2 separate regions of the Danio rerio genome follow, and region 2 is linked to region 1. The links are chromatin contacts, called in public Hi-C maps. All regions are on one chromosome and are shown on one strand. Each heading gives the region's core, a stretch centred on a gene start, on an enhancer-like site or on the middle of the called end of the contact. The rest is flanking DNA. Distances are from core to core; before and after follow the strand shown.

What was found. Hi-C and Micro-C count contacts between places; a contact is called where the count stands out from the background.
Region 2: a Hi-C map of embryo shows a contact between it and region 1, with 3 times the contacts expected there. The contact joins the promoter of xylt1 here to the enhancer-like site in region 1. A contact is called at or near these places in 9 of 18 Hi-C or Micro-C datasets (caudal fin, embryo, hematopoietic stem cells and 2 more) and 4 of 4 datasets of contacts at active chromatin or transcription factors (caudal fin, embryo, gastrula embryo and 1 more).

The regions. Positions count from the first base shown.
Region 1 is chr3:25,100,828-25,105,698 of GRCz12tu, forward strand. No RefSeq gene overlaps it. Among named protein-coding and RNA genes, the nearest start is that of rps15a, 20 kb to the left of the region's middle. Within about 2 kb of position 3,219, at least 18 of the 62 cell types and tissues checked have an H3K27ac peak or open chromatin away from gene starts, as enhancers often do.
Region 2 is chr3:25,260,565-25,265,723 of GRCz12tu, forward strand. xylt1 (xylosyltransferase I) reads right to left here and starts at 2,039. Exons shown (of 11, transcript NM_001172397.1): 1 at 1,773-2,039. The coding sequence starts at 2,039.

The DNA of each region.
Region 1 (4,871 bases), core at 1,969-4,468:
CTAATAAAAGAAAACTAGTCAGTGGTTAGAGATCTCCTATGGAATAATGCTGATATTGAGTTTGGATTTTTAGATCCCTAAATTAAAAATGACCACATAAAATGTTCAAGAAATTGTGAGTTGTCATGACCCCATTTGGGTAAAAAATAGACAAAACCATTGTTGGGTAAAATTATTATTTTTTTTCTTTCTAAACACAAAGGTTAGATTTGCCAATATTTGACCCAACATTGGGTTAATAATACAACCTGGTATTCTTTAGAATGCATAGTATAGTCACAAATCACAACTCTTACAGCAAAAGTAATTAAAGTTTAGATTGTATTTGGTCCCTCTCAAAAATTGAGTTAAAGTTACTCAAGTGAATGAGGCAATTAAGGGTTAATTAGGTGATAATTGAGCATTGATGATGAACACCTGCTGTTAAACCTGTGAGTCAATCTAGGGCCATATGTACTTGCAAAATAAAAGAACGTTTTACAAACAAAAAATAAAGCATTGAGCAAAATAAATAAATAAATAAATAAATGCATATCTCTAAAAATCGTAGAGCTAAAATTAATTTGAGAAATAAAAAATAATTTTGCTAACAAATTTAAAGAACTACAAGGGGAATATTAAGTTTCTAGAAATAAAAATGAAATTTGCAAAACTGCAAAAAAAAGCAGTGCAAAAAATTTTTTTACACACACACACACACACACACACACACACACACACACACACACACACACACACACACACACACACACACACACACACACACACACATATGCACACACACACACACATATGCACACACACACACATATGCACACACACACACACACACACACACACACACACACACACACACACACATTTACAATAACAAAAAAAAAACTATAAATATTTGAAAAACATTTTTATAGCATTGCCTTTACAAAACCGTCCAGTCAAATGCAATACTCATTTATTTTAATTTGCTTTTTAGTCAACCGTGAGTTTGTGATGCTGTTTTCACTTTGCACTTCACATTTCTGCACGTTTCACTTTGTGGCCCTGATTTGACAAGGGGGTGGAGTCAAGGGAACTAGGGAACTCTATGGCAGACCCGGACCTCCTGGCCCATAAGATCACCTCGGTGATACTGTCTCCATGTGATGAAGTCACTTAAATGAAGGCAGGTCTGGGCACTGCTTAATTTTCCTTTGTTGGTGTGCCTCCAGGAACAGGGCTGGGAAACGCAGACCTACAAGATGCTTACTTGCTGAATGTAGACCCTTTGGAGATGTAAAGAGTAGATGAAAACCATGCAGGAACAGTTCATGTATTACAGCAAAAATGGCACTATTATAAGCAATCAACTAGTTACACCACTTTAATATAAAAAGTCTTAAAGCCCAAAGATGCACTAGTCTTCAACACCCATGAGAGACGCCAGTTAAAAAGAGCTGATTTGTGAGGAAAGCAATTACATGTGTATTTTCTTCAGTCAAAATAATGAACACCTTAATTGACACAGCGGCCTCCACAGACACTTAAGCCTCAGTTAAGCTCAAGTGCTCAAAAAGGGCACGAGTAACCCGACCCACAAGGTCTCTTCGTTATAATGGATAAAATTATGTTAACTATAATTAAAGGCCAAAGCCTACATGCACCGGACTTGATGGTTTTGGCCTCATTACTGGCTGCATTCATGTCCTCATATCAAACATAAAACACCTTTGAATCAGCAACTACCTGCTATTGCTCTTACAAACTTGACGGGTTAGGGGGTGTAATTGCAAAATACAAAATAGTAGCCTGTAAGTCTTCTGTAGCAGAAAAGAACTGAAGCAGAAAAATGACACCGCTCAGCACAAATGTATTGGAGCAAGGAGCAAATGTGACCCTGGAACAAAAAACAAGTCATCATAGGTGTTTTTAAATTTGAGACTAATAAATCATAAGATTGAATGAATAAATTTTCATTGATGTATGGTTTGTTGAGGACAATATTTGGCTGAGATGCAACTATTTGAAAATCTAAGGGTTTAAAAAATTAAAATATTAAGATTCTGTTTAAATGTACACAACCTGAAAAAAGTATAGTCATCTATCTAAGTTTTAGGAGCAAAAAATAATAACCTCTAGGTGATCGTTTGGTATCAGAAGTGGCTTATATGAAAGACAAAGACATCTAGTTTACGCTTACTTTACCAAAATAAAATATGATCAAATCTTGATTTTTAATTATTTATTAGGACAGTAACGTCTGACTTTGCATAGTCAAAAGTCTTGTCACTTAACAGAAATAATGTACAGTATAGAATATAAAGTCATGGTGCAGTGGTAAAAAAATAATATTGTGTATGACTCCCCTAAGCTTGGAGGACTGCATCCATACATCTCTGCAATGACTCAAATAACCTATTAATAAAGTCATCTGGAATGGCAAAGAAAGTGTTCTTGCAGGACTCCCGGAGTTCATCATGATTAATTGAATTAATCTTCAATGTCTCCTTTATCTTACCCCAGACATGCTCAATGTTCATGTCTGGTCACTGGGCTGGCCAATCCTGGAGCACCTTGACCTTCTTTGCTTTAGGAACCATGATGTGGAGGCTGAAGTATGAGACGGAGCACTATCCTGTTGAAGAATTTGCCCTTTCCTGGGGTTTGTAATGTAATGGGCAGCACAAATGTCTTGATATGCAGGTTGCTGATGTTGCCATCCACTCTGCAGATCTCTCGCACGCCCACATACTGAATGTAACCCCAAACTAAAATTTTCCTTCACCAAACTTGACTGATTTCTGTGAGAATCTTGGGTCCATGTGGGTTCCAATAGATCTTCTGCAGTATTTGTTATGTTTGGGATGCAGTTCAACAGATGAGCCATCTGAAAAATTTACCTTCTGCCAATTTTCCAACTAGAAGTGTTTGTTGCTCGTACAACTGGAATTGATGACATTTGTCAGGTAGTGTAGTGCTTAGAAATGAAATTTACAAAATGTCTTCATTAGACATGCTCTTTGCTTAGTATTGTAGTGATTTTGGCATCAAAATAATCTACAATTTTTACTTTTTTTTGGTAAGATTTTGTATTTGAGGTTCACATATATGTTTTTCAAACATCTTTTATACTTGGCAAAAGTACAAAGAAAACAGAAAGATACACAAGTACAGCTAGTACATTCATTCAAACACTCTGCAAACACCCGTTTTCTGTTTATCCAAAGAGTGCAGTTCTTTAGCTGAGAACTTGGGGGCAGTAGCGGCCTTCCTATTAATATCTACAGTGTAATAGGCCAACTCATGTATCATTGCTCTCTTGCTATGTTTGAAAGGCTTAAAACCCCAATTAAGATTGGTCCGGCTGATAACAGAATTAGCTTTGTAACGTCGGAAATGGTCCAAAGTGAGTCTTGAAAGTGTTGATCAAATGTTTGCCTTATCAAACCATCTGCTGCTCTTAGATTCGGATGAATAAATACATAGTGATTAATAAAATGTCAATCAGGTGACCCCAGGTATCTGTACTAATCGCTGTGTCGCTAGGAAACTGCATCCTGCCCTATGTGTCGCTGAGGGTGGAACAGATCTAAGGGTTGTGCAAGTGTGTAACTTATATATAAGCATATTTCAGGAATGGATGACCATAAGCAGACAATAAGCTGGTCATTATTGCAGAATTACACCCTGAAGAGGTCTTGTATTACCCTGCAGGAGTTTATTTTGAGACAATTACTGTACATAATCTCTTATCGCTAGAGTTCTGGTGATGGAGTTTGAGGTTTAATGTCTCATTTATGTGGAGCTCTGCGCATTCTTGCTGATGGAATGTGGTAAAATATTCTCACAAGTTATCAAGTGGAGTCTATTCAGCTGAGCTACAATGCCACTACCGATCTTACAGCGCAAAACACAGATTTCTGAATGACTCACTAGTATGAGCTGGTTGTTTTGAAGTGAGTCAGGGAAAAAAAAGATGCATAGATGAATGTTTTTGTCAGTGAGTGCTCATCTTCCAATTCCCCCAACACTCTTTTTCTTATATTATTGAGGGGGTGGGGGTGTGGTATATGCTACTAATAAATGGCCATTTTACATGTATATTGCTCAAGTACATTTTTTGCTAGTGTGGCAAAAAGAAATTAATGTCTTTCGTTTTTTTTTTTCATATTGAAATGTATATAACTCTTTCAAATTAATGTGGAATATTTTTACAAGGGTGCTTGGTTATTCCATGGGTGCTTGGGCACTGAAAAGCCAGAGCTCTCCTTTGGGAATTACTGTATACCCTATTACCAGTAGTGTAGTGATGTACAGAAAGCAAAAATAAATAAATAAAAATAAAAAGTTTATTGTGCAGCCCTAATGTGAACTTAATTCATTTGTGGAATAACAGTAGACCTAAATGTGATTTTGATGCTAATATGATTGGATTTTGCACTAAAAATGTGGGCTGGTTAAAAAGGTTGATCATGTAAAAGCAAACGAAAGCAGTTTGTTTATGTTAAGGGTTGAACTTCATACAAATCAACAGCATTAAAGTCAGTGGACTTAATGCTGGACTTTGGACTTAAATAGCTTTTTGGCCATAATTTTATTTATTTTTTTATTGGAATGATGACCACAGTTTCGCTAAGTTTGCATGGTCATTTGTGACACAATGCTTTTCTGCCGTTGACAAAAAATCTTGGCTTTTCATTTTTATGGTTGCATAGAAATTCAGAGGATAGCATCATCTGATCAAATGATCTGCTATTTTCATGATGCTCTAATATACTAAAGTTATCCTCAAACTTTCAACAACACTTTAATATAAAACTGCCTCACGATGCCAATTCAAATGTCAAACCTACGAAAAGGTACATGACCATGATGCAAGTATTGGGGAGTGTTGT
Region 2 (5,159 bases), core at 789-3,288, 160 kb after region 1:
ACTGTTTTTAAGGTATACCAAGGTTTGGAAAAGTTACGTTTTTAAAACTGCCAAAATTTACAATACCGTTCTTACGGTATGTGTCAGAATTTATTAACGTTTTTTTGCTTGTTTGTTTTTTACGACAACAGTCACTCCAGCAAAAAAGATGCTGTTTTAAATAGTAAAGAAATCTGTGTTTTTGAAAGTAACGAAGACAGCAGAAGTCAATGATTGACTTGAAGTATTTAGTCTGACATGTTTACTGACTCAGAATATTATAAATGTTTCTCAAAATCAAATATATTGTGTTCAAAGGGGAAAAATGTTTTTGTTTTTTACCCACTTATAAAAAGAATGTATTTTAGAGCCGTAATCCCAAAACCGTGAAATCATGATATTTTTATTCAAGGTTATGATACTTTCAGAATCTAATACTGGCTAATGCCAAATATGAAAGCATCGGGATACAGATATTGGGGTGAATAAATATAGTCCTGTGTTGTTCTCAGATGTTGTGCAAACTGTACTGTCAAAACAGTGCAAGATTTAAACCATTTTTCTTTCTGCAAGAAGCTGTTATGCTGAAAGAAAGAATGTGCAACCTTAAAGAGCTATTTTTACTGATGCACTGATGTTACCTAATGTAGTCGGGTCATTGTCCTCAACGCAAGGCATGGAGGGTCTGTCAGCAACGCTGCAGGCAAAGACTCAGTGCAGGAGCATCATGTCCAGATAGATCGCCCAGCGTTTCAAGGTGCAAACTGGATGGAGGATTTCACGAATGCACAAAATCAATAGGAAACATGCTGACTTTAATATGCTGCCAAAGATATTTTCTGAGGCTTCTGTAAAGATGTATTCTCTTGCTTGGATTGCCACAGTTGACATCTAAAGGATTGTATGTTAACATGATTGCATACATTTTATGTTTCAATTTAAGACTATGCAATAAGAATTAAGGTTTACATTTGTTGTTTAAAATAATACTATTTATGTGGATTCAAGTAAACACTAAAAAATGCATGTTTAGAATATAAAAAAATTAAACCAGTGTATGAAAAGTAATGCAAAGGTAATTTGTCAATCTATAGCTAAAGTGGTTCAAGCAATAATGCAACCTAAGTTTTACATGTTGCATTTAGAGCCAGTTATTTCAGTCTATAAGCTAAGTTACTTTGACTTATATTAAAGACTTCATTTCCATCAAGGCATTAAATGGAATTTTGATTGTGAAACTGATTTTTAAATGATATATAGCTTTCATTGAAACATTAATTAAAAAAAAATTGACGCATTTAAACTACATCCACATCTCAGCAAGCGGATAATATATCATACATCACTTCACTCCTCTTAAAGGTCATGACGAGATTCCTCCCAGCACATATCACTAATAACATGACACGAACATGATGTGAAAGCAACGTATGAGAACCGAACCGCCTATTATTCCGCCGACATCCTCAACTAACGTTACAATGGCCACAACTTAACGGGAGTTTTAACGGACAGCGATCCGTCACACGAGATGCTGAAGTCCTCAACAAAACCTCATCTTTTTTACGCGCCGCACGCCTGTCACATTCCCCGTTTATAGTCATGACAACAGGGGCTACATTTCAGCACAACACAAACAAAACCTCCAGCCTCTCTCCGCTCGTCAAAACACAAACACCCCAAAACGCTGGCTCTGGGGATCAGGCATCATTTCCCAAGCAGGAAAGGGCCCGTTATGACGGCGGACCGCGAGGAATGAATGGAGCGCGATGAACGGGGAAATTCCGCCTTACCGGCTGCTGTTTATGTCGATTGGACGCTTTTCCCAGCGGCGGCTGGTGATGCCTCTTCTGGAAGCCGCTCTTCGGGTACTCGCTGTAGGCTTTGTTGATGCCGATTCGGTCCCTCTTCTCCCTGCCGTTGTCTTTTCGGTCTTCTCCCGTGTCCAGACTGCTGAAGTTCCACACGATGAGTGTTTGGACCAGCAGCACTGTCAGCGCGGCTATTAACGCAGACCGCGATCGGCGAGCCAGCTTACGGGCGCACAGACTGCCGAACATCTTCACCCTGAAGCGGCGAGGTGCCACTGCCGTGCGCCGACAGTCCGCTTTGTGGCTCCGCGTCGCTGTAGAGAGAGAGAGAGAGAGAGAGAGAGAGAGAGAGAGAGAGAGAGAGAGAGAGAGAGAGGGGATAGAGGGGGCGGTTGGCAAGGGCTCCGCTGGAGGAGAGAGAGAGAAAGAGAGGATGTTAATATATCCTGCGCCTCCTCGTGGCGACACATGCAAACTACACAAGAGTCAGTCCACGAAATGGCCTTTTACATTTCAAAAGGGCGATTTTTATCGATTTCATTTTTTTTGTGGAACAAACAATTGCTAAATTTGGTTTTTAGTTAATATGATAATATTTTATACATATGAGTGTGCCTTCAAAAAGATTTGACAGGTGGAGATTACAGTTCATTACCTGCCATGCACCTTTAGGCAAGGTCATGACCCTTCAAGAGGTTTAATAAAACAACAGTTCAGGTATTTATTTAATAACTGCTTTATAGTCAATATAATGTATAAGTGATATATCATTTAAATTATTTATAGGTCTGTTTATGTTTTTTATATTTTTCTTTTCATTCAGATCAGTCAACCAGAGGAGAAGATTTACATTCGGAACATGCATACTTTTATTTTTCAAACATATTGTAAATATATGTACCCACAATTTGTATTTTGTTTGTAGAGTCTTTTTTTATCTTTCCTGTAAGGATTTTTTTCTGTATTTACAGTTGAAGTCAGAATTATTAGCCCCCTGAATTATTAGTTCTCTTGTTTATTTTTCCCCCAATTTCTGCTTAACAGAGATAAGTTTTCTTCAACACATTTCTAAATATAATAGTTTTAATAACTAATTTCTAATAACTGATTATTTTATCTTTGCTATCATGACAGCACACAATGTTTGACTAGATATTTTCAAGACACTTCTATACAGCTTAAAGTGACAATTAAAGGGTTAACTAGGTTAACTAGGCAGGTTAGGGTAATTAGGTAAGTTATTGTATAATAATGGTTTGTTCTGTAGACAACTGAAAAATATATAACTTAAAGGGGCTAATAATATTGTCCTTAAAATGGCTTTAAAAAAAATTAAAAGCTGCTTTTATTCCAGCCGAAATAAAACAAATAAGACTTTTTTTCCACAAGAAAAATATTATCAGCATACTGTGAACGTTTTCTTGCACAGTTAAACATAATTTGGGAAATATTTAAAAAAGAAAAACAAACTCAAAGGGGGGCTAATAATTCTGACTTCAACTGTATATATATATTAAGTTACAGGGAGAATTTACTGCTGATATTTCTACAGATATCCAATCTTTAATGGTTTGCTGTTTTCAACAGTGATAACAACTTATCTTCCTCTACAGGCAAACCTAAAAAAATATATTATAAAGTGATAAAACTTGCAACCTTCCTTGATGTGTTTACTTTCAGCTTTTCAGGTTGGTTGTTTTCATCTTTTCTTTTTGTAGAGATATTACTGTAGATACATAAAAAATATAATAAATATATAATAAATATGAATATTCAAGTATTTTGATAGCATATTTTGCATATACACTATAGCAGTCAAAAGGTTGGGGTCAGTAGGATTTATAAATGTTTTAAAATAAGCTTCTCCTGCTCAACAAGGCTGCAATAACTTCATCAAAAATACAGTACAAATTGTAAAATTGTGAAATGTTATTGCACTATAAAATAACTGTTTAAACGTAGTTTAAAATTTAATTCAATCAATTATTCAAGGGATTTAAATATACATTTCAGCTTCATTAATCCAGTCTTCAGAGTCACATGATCCTTCAGAAAGCACTCTTATATTAACTATTAATAATATGATTATTAATGGTAATAGTAATAAAAGCAATAATAACTAGAGTAATCATTTCATTTCAAACTACATACATAAAAAAGCTGTTATTTACATTTTTTTAAATTTTATGTAACTTTTTATTTTTACATTTCATAAATACCGGTTTCATAAACAAAATCATTTTCTTAAAAAAAAAAACATGAAAAAAAAACTGATCCAAACTTTTGACAGGTAGTGTACATATATATTTTTAAACACTTTTATTTTTTCTTTTATATGTATATAAATATATATTCATTTCTTTCTCAAATTAAAAGTGCAATTGCTAATACATTAAGGGGGAAAAAGGATATGCAAAAATTAGTTGTTAGTAAAATCCACGTGGAAGAACTGCACACCAGAACAGGCTTGATTGCTCAATAATAAATCTTTGCAACACTTTTAAATATCTAAATCAGCACACTCCTATAAAATATACCCAAACCACAAAAAACAAATGTCATCATTGTAATTTCATTAAAAAACTAAAAATAAATAATATAAACCTCATTAAGTTTCAAAACAGTCTGCTGCTTCCCTTTTTCGATTAGTCATTTCAGCTGGTGATGTATGCAGCTGTATGAGCGAGTGAGTAGCTATAGCCTCGGGGGTGAATCTGTATGGCTACATCATCTTTCAAGCAGCCTTTATTATTGTTCACCCGATCGATGGCTGCTAATTGATAGTGTTAACCTGTCAGATTTGGCAAAAGAGAGATAACCCTGGGGAGCCATCAAGATGACTTCCCAATACGATGGACCCAGGTGAAGCATCGCCTACCGTTTTTTAATCAAGACTGAGACCATCTTTCATCCCGCATAGCACGCCACTGACTGGCACGACAAGGAGACTCGGTTTCCATGGGAATACCCTCTGTGTCCCTCTTATTTTTCTCTAGAAGTTCAGCAGACAGAGAAATGCGATTCTGCTTAGACATTTCAGAGCTGCGCCGACACTGCTGTTTGTTCACAGCATTCTTGACATCATTAAAGTTGAATCAGCTACCCCGATGCGGCTGCTCTATAATTCACAACACTCTCATTGAGATGGAGATCACAAGGCTTTGATGAATTTGAGAGAAAGCGCAGGGCACAGTCACACTTCATTCCCCTTGCAGAATAGCTGGCAGAATGTCCCTCGGGCAGCAGACACTAAGGTGTGCAGTTACAAGAGCCTGCGCATGTCGACATTCACTATCAGTGTAGGTGCATGTGAACTGCTAGATAGAGCAGAAGGGGGACGTGGAGTGAGAAGTCAGGGAACATGTGCCC